Regions from separate parts of the Sus scrofa genome. Here region 1 is linked to region 2. Evidence: chromatin contacts called from public promoter capture Hi-C data. All regions are on one chromosome and are shown on one strand. The core of a region is the stretch at or near the end of the contact, and the rest is flanking DNA. Distances in the headings are between cores, read along the strand shown. Region 1 holds the start of SFMBT1 (scm-like with four MBT domains protein 1). Region 2 holds the start of PHF7 (PHD finger protein 7).

Region 1 (5,368 bases), core at 2,798-5,297, 630 kb after region 2:
TTGCTTTTTTTAAATTTTTTTATTATAGTTGATTTACAATGTTCTGTCAATTTCTGCTGTACAGCAAAGTGACCCAGTTATATATTTATATACATTCTTTTTTTCACATTATATTCCATCATGTTCCATCACACGTGATTAGATACAGTTCCCTCTTGTTTTTGTTTTGGCCATGTCTGCTGCATGTGGAAGTTCCCAGGCCAGGGATGGAATCCTCACCAGAGCAGCCACCCAAGCCACAGCAGAGATAACAACAGATCCTTAACCCGTTGAGTCATCAGGGAACTCCACATCGCTAGAATCTTAATGACGTGATAAACCAGGCAAGTATTCTGTATATATAAATCAAGTTAAATGCTTTCATTTAAAAGGTTATTAAAGCTGGGAATTCCCACTGTGGCACAGTGGTTAACAAATGCAACTAGGAACCATGAGGTTGCAGGTTCGATCCCTGGCCTTGCTCAGTGGGTTAAGGATCCAGTGTTGCCGTGAGCTGTGGTGTAGGTCGCAGACATGGCTCCAAACCCGCGTTGCTATGGCTCTGACATATGCTGGCAGCTACAGCTCTGATTAGACCCCTAGCCTGGGAACTAATCATTCCTCCCATATGCCGAGGAAGCGGCCCAAGAAATGGCAAAAAAACAAAAAAACAAAAAAACAACAACAACAAAAAAAATGTTATTAAAGCATTATGCCCACATTTTTTACTTCACTGAATTTTTTAAATATCAATTTTCATTTAATTTTCTCAGCAACTTCTAAGCTTTAAGGAACTGATTCATCTACTGACACCCTAAATTTGATTTGTTGGGAAAGTTCATGATTCATCCTTCAAACCTACTGTCTGCTAATATACCTGTATTCAAAAAAATGGGAAATAACAAATTAATACCAGGCCCATGTCCACCACCATGCCAACAACCACACATCCAAACCTGCAAAGCACTGCCTCAACTAAAAAGTCATCTTCTGACTAAAAATTCCCAGGTCAGAATTTTTAGTTATTCTAGATAGTAAAAAACCATAAGAACTGTTAGACCTTAGTAAATCAATCAATATATATCCATATATAAATATATGTATCTCAAAAAATACTTAAATACATTTGAACTATCTTTCCAAATAGTAAATTACATAAAAATCACTCTAGAGTTTCCAAAATATTTTTTCAAATGTATTTTAATAAAGATGCACATTGTGAGCACTTTTATGCAGAATCTTTCAAAGTATAGACCAAGATTTTTTAAATTTTAACTTTAAACAGTCACCAAATTTTAGAACTGAAAGCATGCAGAATGATGACCTATTCATCCTCCAATTGTGCAATAAGAAAAATCAAATCTATAAAGGGGAAGAAACATACTCCATACCTGAGATAAGGCAGCTAGTCAATGACAACAGTAGTTACAGAACTGTTTCCTGATCTTGGGCCACTCCCGTTTCCACCAGGCCGTTAGTTCTCTGACATTATAAACAAATCTCAACTCTGAAATCTACCTGTGGCCTAGAAAGATTCAACATACCCCTCAAAAAACCAGGCCAAAAGGCCCCAAAACGTACACAAGAAGACACTCATTTTCTGCTCTTCTCAAGACAGTAGACCAATGAACAACTACATTTTCAGGCATTTTACTTGCAAGGCAATAAAGTGTGACATCTTAAAAATGTGGTTCCAGAGGAGAAAGTACAAGCAGGGATTGATAAAATTCATCTTATTTCCCTTCAAATCTCTTTGATGTTTCTTGGCTCTCAAGACTATATTACTTCTAAGTAGGACTCAGGAAACCTCGCTCGCTGCGGTCCACCCGCATGGCTTTGAGTAACCCGCTGGGAAAAACCCCCACTAAATTAAAAAACCTGTCCCTGATAAGGGTGTGCTACACCACTCCCAACGCATAAGAAGACGGTGCAGGTGACCTGTGCTTTACGGCTCAGTTTCAGACCCCAGGGAGCAGCTGACATCTTGTGAAAAACTTAACATTGCATCCTTTCCGCGGGAATTTATCTCTGTTCTCACAAGGCGTTTCTACTTCCCACAAAGCAGGCCTGGCTTTTCAGAACACTCTGCTCGCCTCTCTACAGCTTCCTTCAAGGTCCAAAACCAGACTTTAAGGACAGAAATCGAAACGGTCACGGACCTCCGGAGCGGCAGGTCCAGCTGGGGCCGGGGGCGGGTTCCTGGCGAGCCCACGGCCAGCTCGCGCCGCGCAGGGGAGGCCCGGCGCACTCCACCACGCTGGCCGAAGCAACCGGTTGCGGCGGCCGCTAGACGCTTCACCTCTGCGCCGTGGCCGCCTTGGCCCTGTGAAGTTCGGACCGCTGCGCGGGCGGCGCGCCCCCGAGTCCTGCTGCGGGTTCGCGTCCCGGCCCCGGAGCGAGCCCGGGGGGCGGGTCCGCGGGGGCTCGGCGGGCGGGAGCGTGGGACGCGCGGGGAGGGGCGCGCGGCGGGCCCAGCGCGCCAGGGAACTTGGGCGCCCCCGGTGCGGCCGACTGGCCACTTTCCTTTCACGCCCGGGGGCTGCCGTGCGCCCTGCTGCCGGCTTGAGACGGCCGGCCGCGTCTCGCTACCGCGGCGAGGCGCCCAGGCGCGCTCCTGCCTCCCGGCCGGCCAGCGCGCGGGGCCTCGGGGGCGCGCCAGGCCGCGCGCGGGCGTCGCGCTCCCCCCGCCCCGCCCCCGCCCCCAACGTGCCGCCGCCGCCCGTTGGCGCCTCAGCCCGCGCGCCCGCCGGCCGCCGGCTCCCGGCGGATTTTCGTTGGCAAAGTTGCGCGGCCGCCTAGAAGGGGCCAGCAGGCAGTCCCCAGTCCCCGCGCCGCCGCCGCCCCTTCAGGCCGCCGCGCGGGAAGGCCCAGCCGGCAGCCCCGCTTTTTTACCTGCCGGGAGTTTTCGCGCGCTCGCTCTCTCAATAGCTCGCTTTTCCCCTCTCGCGCTCGTTTTCTTTCTTTCTTTCCTTCTTTTCGTTCGCCCGCGCGGACGCTTTTTCCGTTCGCGCCGCCTGCGCTCGCCCGCTCGCGCCCTCCTTCCTGCTGGGCTCCGCGGAGCGGGGCGGCAGGCAGCTCTCCCCGCCCCCCTCCACCCGCGCTCCGGCGGAGGCGGCGGCCGCGGCGCTCCGCACTCCGACTCATTCCAATATGGCACGGGCGCAGGGCGCATGCGCCCGCGCCCCCCCCACCATCCGCGCTCCTCCCGGCAGCCGGCGCCCCTCGCGCCGCGCGTGTGGCGCCCCCCGGCCCGGCCTCTCCAAGCCCTCCCGCGCGTCTGCCCGCCCCGCGGGACCTGTGCCGGAGGCGAGGCGACTGCAGACTTAAGTCCTGGGGGTCCAGAGCCACCCGCCGCCGCCGCCCGGCATGCTCCAGCCCACAACTTGCCCTGGACACCCCCTGGGCCGTGGCACAGGGCACGCGGTGGCGCCTCCCGCCCCCGACGGCGCTACAGCCCGGCGCGTTGGGGCCCCGACGGAGAAACGCGCCTCCCAGGACCCAGCGCCCACGCTGCCCCTGCTCGGACCCACGAGGGAAGGGCCCCCTCACCTCACCTCGGGTTGGATGGAACCCCGGGAACCAGGTGGCGTCCCGATGTCGGTTTTGGCGTTCGGGCCGGGGCGAAGCGCGATGCTGTCGTCCGCACGTGACAGCCTCTGGCAAGATGGCATTAGCGCAGGAACGCACCGAGCGGCGGCCTGAGCCCAGTTAGGCGCGTGTCGCCGCGGGAGAAGGCTGCGTCCGCCCGCCTGGCCCACGTCCGGGATCTGGCGCACCCTTGAGACCTGGGAGGGCACCTAACTGCCCCCTGACTGCGAAGTCAGACCGGAGCCCCGCGGCGCACCCGGTATTTCTAGGCTTCCGCAGGAGGCGCCCTGTAAATCCGAGTTTTCCTGCCGCTCGGGGCCCTGGCGAGGTGGCAAGAGACGGCTGTCTAAATCGGGCGGGAGAGCAGGGCCCCGGGGTCGAGACAGTAGCTCCTTAGTGACTATGAACCGGCCCCGCAACCCGAGGTGCCCACTTGCGGTTTACTTCTCCGAGCTCGTTCGCCCCTTACCCACCGAACACAGGTGCTGGTGGGACACTCGCCCGTCCCCACCTGCTCTGGAAGAGAGAAGGAAGTGCCCGAGCCTCGGAGACCTGGGAGTGCTCGGACTCCCGGTCCTGAGAGGAGGGCTCCGATGGGCGCTGATCACTGCTGCCTTTCAAGGTGGAGGAGTCATCCCCACCGCAAGGAATTCAGGGGTGCCAAATGCGGTTCAAGTCTGCGCTGGGAAATAATACCCCACTTTACAGAGTTGCTCACAGGCACGCTGCTGGCTGGATATTTTAACTGCCCCTGAAAAGACAATATGACAGCCAGGGAGGAAGAAAAATGCAAAAAGAGTAAAGTAGTATCCATAATACATGAAACTTTTCACACATTAAACCTTCCACCCACCTACACGTCTTTACATAGTAGCAACCACACATTGTCTTTTGTGTTTGCTACCATCACTAACATTTTTCTTTTGTTCACATGATGCATTTTTAATGTGTGCAGATATCTTCATCCATTCAGTCAGTCTCCTACCATTGCCTATTTTGGTTCCTTACAATTGTTTACTAACACATCCCTTAGTTCTGCCTTTGGGATAGATTCCTGGCAGTTAAATACCCAGATGAAAGGCTAAGCAAGGAAGGGCGAGGTGGGCTTGCCCCACAGTGCCAGAGGACTTACCAAAGAGCTGCTGCCCTACTCATTCTCCACCTCCCAGGAACAAGTGTAAAGAGTTTAATACACATTTCTAAGCCTTGGGTACCATCTTTTTTCTCCCCTATTTTAGCAGTGTCTGTTGGTAGTTCAAGGTTACTTCAGTATTTCTCAGTAAATGTTTATCCCTGCATTTACTATCTGTATTTCCCTTCTATAAATGATCTGTTCATGTCTATTCATCTTTTGGGGACTTGAACCTCTTCTAACTTCGAATAAGCATTTTTTTATGTTATATTGTTCCTATGTTGTCAGTGATCCAAAGTGACAGTCCATTGTTCTTTTTTTGTTTTATTCAATCTGTCATGCTAGTCTCTTGTGATTTTTTTAATTGCTCCAATGCTGATGAAGCGAGCTTTCTTCCACCCATCTGATAGTGTATTTTTCCACTGATTTTCTACAATTTTATTTATTTACTTAGTCTTTTTTGACCACTCCTGGCATTTGGAGTTCCAGGGCCAAGGATCAGATCCAAGCCCCAGTTGCAACCTAAGCCACAGCTGCAGCAACACTGGATCCTTAACCCACTGTGCCAGCCCTGGGATTGAACCTGTGTCCTAGGGCTCCCAAGATGCCACCAATCCCATTGCACTACAGCAGAAACTCTTGCACAATTTAATTTTATATTTAATTATT
Region 2 (5,598 bases), core at 17-2,516:
TTCTACAGGACCACCAAGACAAGACCCTGAAGATGGTCACCCAGAAAGATGCCTTGTCAGATGTCACACACCAGCCAATCTAGACGAGACCCCTATGTGGAGATTAAAACCACTGGCACACGAGCACATTAAAGCAGTAATAAATTACAGCTGCACAAAAAGGCAACATATGACCTAGGTCAAGTGAGTGGGGTTTCTGGCAGGAAAGTCAAAAGAGCAACTAAATTTATTCCAAAAGACGTTAGGAATTGAACTGGGGGAAAGAGGCTACCATCCAAAGGGAAGTACTGAGGGAAAACTGGGGGAAACAAAAATACAGTACTGGCTTCATCAGGAGGACACCCAAAGAGGAGGGATGCTTCCTTATATGAGATTTTACAAACTGGGGCTACTGGTACTCCCTTCCTTGAGGCGCACTCTCTCCCGGGCCCCTCCCTAGCCCTTGGGGTGTAAGGGGCGGCCCTGGCGCCAAGCCACTCACCCCTGGCATTTGCTCTGAAGGTCATAGATCTCCTCCACCTGCACCCCTTTGACACCTGCGATCAGGGAAGAAAATAAGTGGGGAAGGGCAGCCCCTGGCTATGGAGCAAGGGCGCAGGAGTGGGCCCCCACAGCCCAGAACTGGCGGGTAGGAGAGGCTCTTACCAAAATCTTCCACCAGGAGGGTGAAGAGGCCTGGGTGGAGCGACAAGAAGAGCGGGTGGTAGTCAGAAAGGCGCATCCCGGACCCACCCGGCCTCCCCAGCTCCCGGCCTGCCCAGTCCCCTCCTCACCAGGGTCGCTCTCCAGCTCCAGCCAGCCCTTATTCATCTTCCCGCGGGGCGGCCCCTCAGCGCCATGTCCAGGCCCCCCGACCCACTGCCGCCCCCGCCGGGAGCCCCCCGCCGCCCCCGGGGCTCCTAGCCCCCCACACAGACAACGGGCCCTGCCGCGTCACCCGCCCGCGCCGGCGGCATACGTCACCACGGCGCGACGGTCTCCACCCCGCTTCTGAGCTCGTCTTCCGCGATTTCGACTCCAGACGCCGGCGCTTGCGCGGGAGGGTGGGGCAAGAGGAAGGGGAGGAGCGAGGGCGGTGTTGAGTACCAGAGGCGCGCGAGGAAAAGGCGGGGCGAGATGGGGCGGGGCCGAGCGGAGGGGGCGGAGTGGGTACGCCGGTGGCGCGAGAAGCAGGGGCGGGGAGGGGCGGGCGCGCGGCCGTTAGCTCGCGGCCGTTAGCGATCCTTCCTTGCCAACGGTCAGTGCAGCGGTGGTCCCCGTGAACGCAGTTTCCCTGGGTTACAGTCCGCGTGACCCGGCTCTCGTTTGCGCGCTCGCCCCCTTCGCCGGCGCAGTCACCGCGCGGGGCGGCCGCCCGTGAGGTAGCAACCACGGCTTGTGACAACGAATAAAGCTCCAGGACAGCGGCTCCCTCGGCGACAGCTGGGCGAGCGGCCCCGGCCGGTAGCTGCAGGCGGTGTGCTACCGTGAGGAGCAAGCGGCGGAGGCGACCTCCGGCCCGGCCCCGTACCAGCCGCCCGGCAGGCGCGACATGAGCCTGGTCCGGCATCTATGGGATGCTCCTTGAGCCCCTTCTCCGGCTGTTACCTCCGGGGGCCGCTTGTGGCCACACCGATACGTATTTTCCAAATAAACCATTGTTTATTCTTGCGGCGGCGGGGCCGAACACGCTTATTTATTTTTAATTTTTTCAACAAGCTTTTACCCAGCACTTAGCCAGTGAAACAATTTGGTCACCGTTTCAAGGGAGCATCCGCTCGGTAGCAAACCTCGGACTGAGCAGCTTGTGGAAGCCAGCATCTGCAACGTCTCTCATCACACGCTTTGAAGATTGTTGCGTCTTCCTGTAACTACCAGTGTGCTCAGAATCCCATTCAAGGAACGTCTTGTCCAGCGATGCAAAGAACTGAAGTTTCAAGGTTTTATTTCTATTGCTAGATGTGCGGGACTCCCCCACTTACTGGGACTTGCACAATAGCCAAGTGGATCCCCTAGTGCACACCCTTCTTTCTCCTCTTCCAGTCTGTCTAAGGGCTTTTGTTGAGTAAGAAGCCATCAAATATCATTTACCAATGCAAGTGGCACTCGTGGATTAGAAGAGGAGATGGAGCCTTAGTTTTCTGAACAGCTAGTTGCCTGAGGAGTAACTAGTTTGTGCAGAATAGTGGTCCCTAAAGATGTTCATGTTCTCCAGCTGTGCTCTGAGGACATGGATGCGGAGTGTGTGTTCCTGGAGTGACCTGATTCACTCAGCTCTCTTAAGAAATGCTGTCCTTCTCTCCTTTGAGTAGACACAGTCCTTCCTTCGTAGGAGTGGATTTTATTTCTTTTATCCCGCTTGCCATTCAGGGATTTCCACCTTAACCAATACAAACTGTGAATTTGAAGTGAATTTGTAATCAGCTGACATTGGTGGGAGGAGGAGTGGCAGGGTGTCTTCTCCACTATGGGGCCTTTTACCCTTGGCTCAGATCTAGAGGAAGGTTGAAAACAGGCCAAACCTCAGTGACCATTTAAGCCTGGTGAAAAGTGGTAGGAGCCAAGGGATAACTTGTCATTGTTGTCTCTCACTAGAGGGAGTTCTTGCATTGGGTAACCAAAATCCCAGAGGCTCCTTTTCCTAGGAAAGTGCTATCTAATCTAACTTTTTCTGGGCAGAATTAAGGCACCCATACCTGGGGGAAAAAGGAGCTGTTTTTCCTGAGTGCTACCTCAGGCATTTACTAGGCACACACAGCCATTTAGCCAGTTCAAGCAATAATTCCAAGTTCTCATTTGGCTCTGCGATAGCAGTAACTGATCTTGAGCAAGTGCCTCTCTGTGACCTCTCTGTGCCTCAGTCTCCTCATCAGGAAAATGGGGATAAAATGGTACCTATTGCAAGGGATTTTTGTGAGTTAAATGTAAAATGCCCAGAACAGTTCTTGGCAAGATTTAATAATTACCGGCTCTTTATAGCATTGATACTGGATGGGTCCCTTTTATTCCATCACATGGATGGGAAGGTGAAGTGCACTGTTGCTTTGACCCTGTGGAACTTGATAACCAAATATAGGTTTAATTGCTGACTTGTTTATATTTATAGCTGGAAGATCCTGTATTGTCCTCATTATAGTGTAGAAGATTCAAGATAGGAGAGAGAGGCAGTAGCGAATGAAGACTATAAAAGAAAAGAAGAAGAAACGTCAAAGATTGAGGTAGAGTAGGCACCATAAGGGAGTTTGGGAACAATTGTCCAGTGGCCTGTAGTATATGCTTCCCTTTCTGTCCACTTTGCATGGTCATGGAGGCTAGGGTTGGTTAGTGCAGAAGCACACACCAGTCGTCTCCTATACGCTATCCAATAACCTCTCCTCCCAGGGCTGTCCCTACTGCCTAGATTCATATCCTGGCTCTAGCACTTGCTAACTAGGGGACAGGTCACTTCATTTCTTTAGGCCTCATCTGGAAAATATGCAATAATAGCACCTACTTTTTAGAGCATTCTGTAGATCCATTGGATTAACGCTTATAAAGAACGAAGAATATTGCTTAGAAAGAGGAGACTCTTAGTAGATTTTAGTATCATTTTATAATGTTTTGTGAACTTGGTACCACCTGGGATTCAAGGTAACTAAAAGTATTAATAGTAAGAGGATAAAAGGGGGTTTGCTCGTGCATTCATTCAACATAGGCAGCACAAGTACTTGAAGAGAAAGATGGCTATAATCTCACATAATTCAGTGTAAGTTGAAGGATATGTTTTGTGCTTTTAAAAAATATGAAAGAGAAAAAGAAAACTGATGCCTTAGCCTTTAGCTATTTTGGTCCTTCATCAGACCCATCAGTGGCATTTTGAGGGAAATGTTACAAGAAGTGTCAACAGAATCCTTAAAGACTACCTTGTACTTATTCCATCTCTTGTATAGAAAATCTGCCAAGACAAGGAGGGTAACCCAGAGGAAGCCTTCTTCAGGGCCTGGTAAGAAAGACTGGATATTCTGTTCAACTGCTGCTTCCTGACCTTAGCAAAGGCCACCTCTGTAGGGCAGTAAACTTGATCCTCTCACTGTCAGTTCCTTCCCAGAATCTAGGATCCTGGAAAACTCAAGGTCTGTAATTTCTTTTTTTGGCCACACCCACGGCATATGGAAGTTCCTGGGCCAGGGACTGAATCTGAGCTACAGCTTTGACCTATGCCCCTGCTTGGCAATGCCGGATCCTTAATCCGCTGCACTGGGCCAGGGATCAAACCTGCACCTCAGTAGTGACCTGCACTGCAATGGAGACAATGCTGGATCCTTAACCCACTGCCACAGTGGGATCTCCTGTAATTTTTAAATGTCATGTCCAAAGTTCAAGAAACAAGTTAATGAAAGCCACCTGAGATAGAAGTATATGAAGTGAACAGGTGCAGCTAACTCCTTTAGATATGGCTAAAATTATATAAAAGCCTAACTGATGTCAAATAACACTTCATCCCAACCTCCTCCTTGTCATAATGACTTTTCTCAGTACTCTACTCCTCCTTGTAAGTAGAGTAATAGTTACAATCCCAAATGCATTTTTTAAAAGTCTTTTTAGGGCTGCACCCGAGGCATATGGAGGTTCCCAGGCTAGGGATCAAATCGGAGCTGCAGCTGTGCCACCCTGTGCCACAGCACAACACCACAAGAACCGAGCCACATCTGTCACCTACACTGCAGCTCACCGCAATGCCGGATCCTTAACCCACTGAATGAGGCCAGGGATCTAACCCACATCCTCATGGATACAAGTTGGGTTCATTTATCACTAAGCCAGGACAGGAACTCCCCACAAATGAATAATTAACATTCTCTCTTCCAGTTTGCCGGCTATGCCTTCGAGAACCTGGGGATCCTGAAAAATTAGGGGAATTTCTTCAGAAAGACAATCTCAGTGTGCATTATTTCTGTCTTGTGAGTATATGGTCCCCTTTGCTTTGAATGTCCTATAGCTTTGCTGTACAGTCTGTATACTCTGTTTTTGCATTCAGCCTCAGATCCATTGCCCCATTTGCTTGTTTTTCTTAATAGCTTTTTTCATTAAAAATCTAACTGTTGGAGTTCCCTTGGTGGCACAGTGGCTTAAGGATCCAGCGTTGCCGTGAGCTGTGGTGTAGGTCGCAGATGCTGCTCGGATCCTGCGTTGCTGTGGCTCTGGTGTAGGCCAGTGGCTACAGCTCTGATTCGACCCCTAGCCTGGGAACCTCCATATGCCGCGGGAGCGGCCCAAGAAATGGCAAAAAGACAAAAAAACAAAAGTGGAATTACTAACTTTATGTTTAAATTTATGTGAAGCTGCAAAATCATTTTCCACGAGTGGTTGTACCAGTTTATACTCCCGCTAGCAATTTATGAGATTTCTATTTGCACAATGTTCTTGTCCAAACTTGATATGTTTAGTTTTCCTAATTTTAGCCATTCTACTAGTTGTATATTTGTATCTCATTGTGGTTTTAATTTGCATTTTTCTGATGACCTAAAATGTTGAGCTTCTTTTTGTGTGCTTATTGGCCAGTCAGATATTTTCTTTTTTAAAATTTTTATAGTTGATTTACAATGTCAATTTCTGCTGTACAGCAAAGTGACCCAGTTA

What was found. Promoter capture Hi-C pulls out the DNA fragments that hold promoters and counts their contacts.
Region 1: a promoter capture Hi-C map of fetal liver shows a contact between it and region 2, with 2.5 times the contacts expected there. The contact joins the promoter of SFMBT1 here to the promoter of PHF7 in region 2. A contact is called at or near these places in 2 of 5 promoter capture datasets (fetal liver and liver).

What each region holds. Positions count from the first base shown.
Region 1 is chr13:35,177,027-35,182,394 of Sscrofa11.1, forward strand. SFMBT1 (scm-like with four MBT domains protein 1) reads right to left here and starts at 4,048. Exons shown (of 22, transcript XM_021068955.1): 1 at 3,534-4,048.
Region 2 is chr13:34,552,552-34,558,149 of Sscrofa11.1, forward strand. It overlaps PHF7 (PHD finger protein 7), which reads left to right and starts at 1,267. Exons shown (of 11, transcript XM_001928213.4): 1 at 1,267-1,919; 2 at 3,086-3,197; 3 at 3,909-3,961; 4 at 4,828-4,919. The coding sequence starts at 3,154. BAP1 (ubiquitin carboxyl-terminal hydrolase BAP1) reads right to left here and starts at 987. Exons shown (of 16, transcript XM_005669632.3): 1 at 774-987; 2 at 646-675; 3 at 482-536. The coding sequence starts at 490.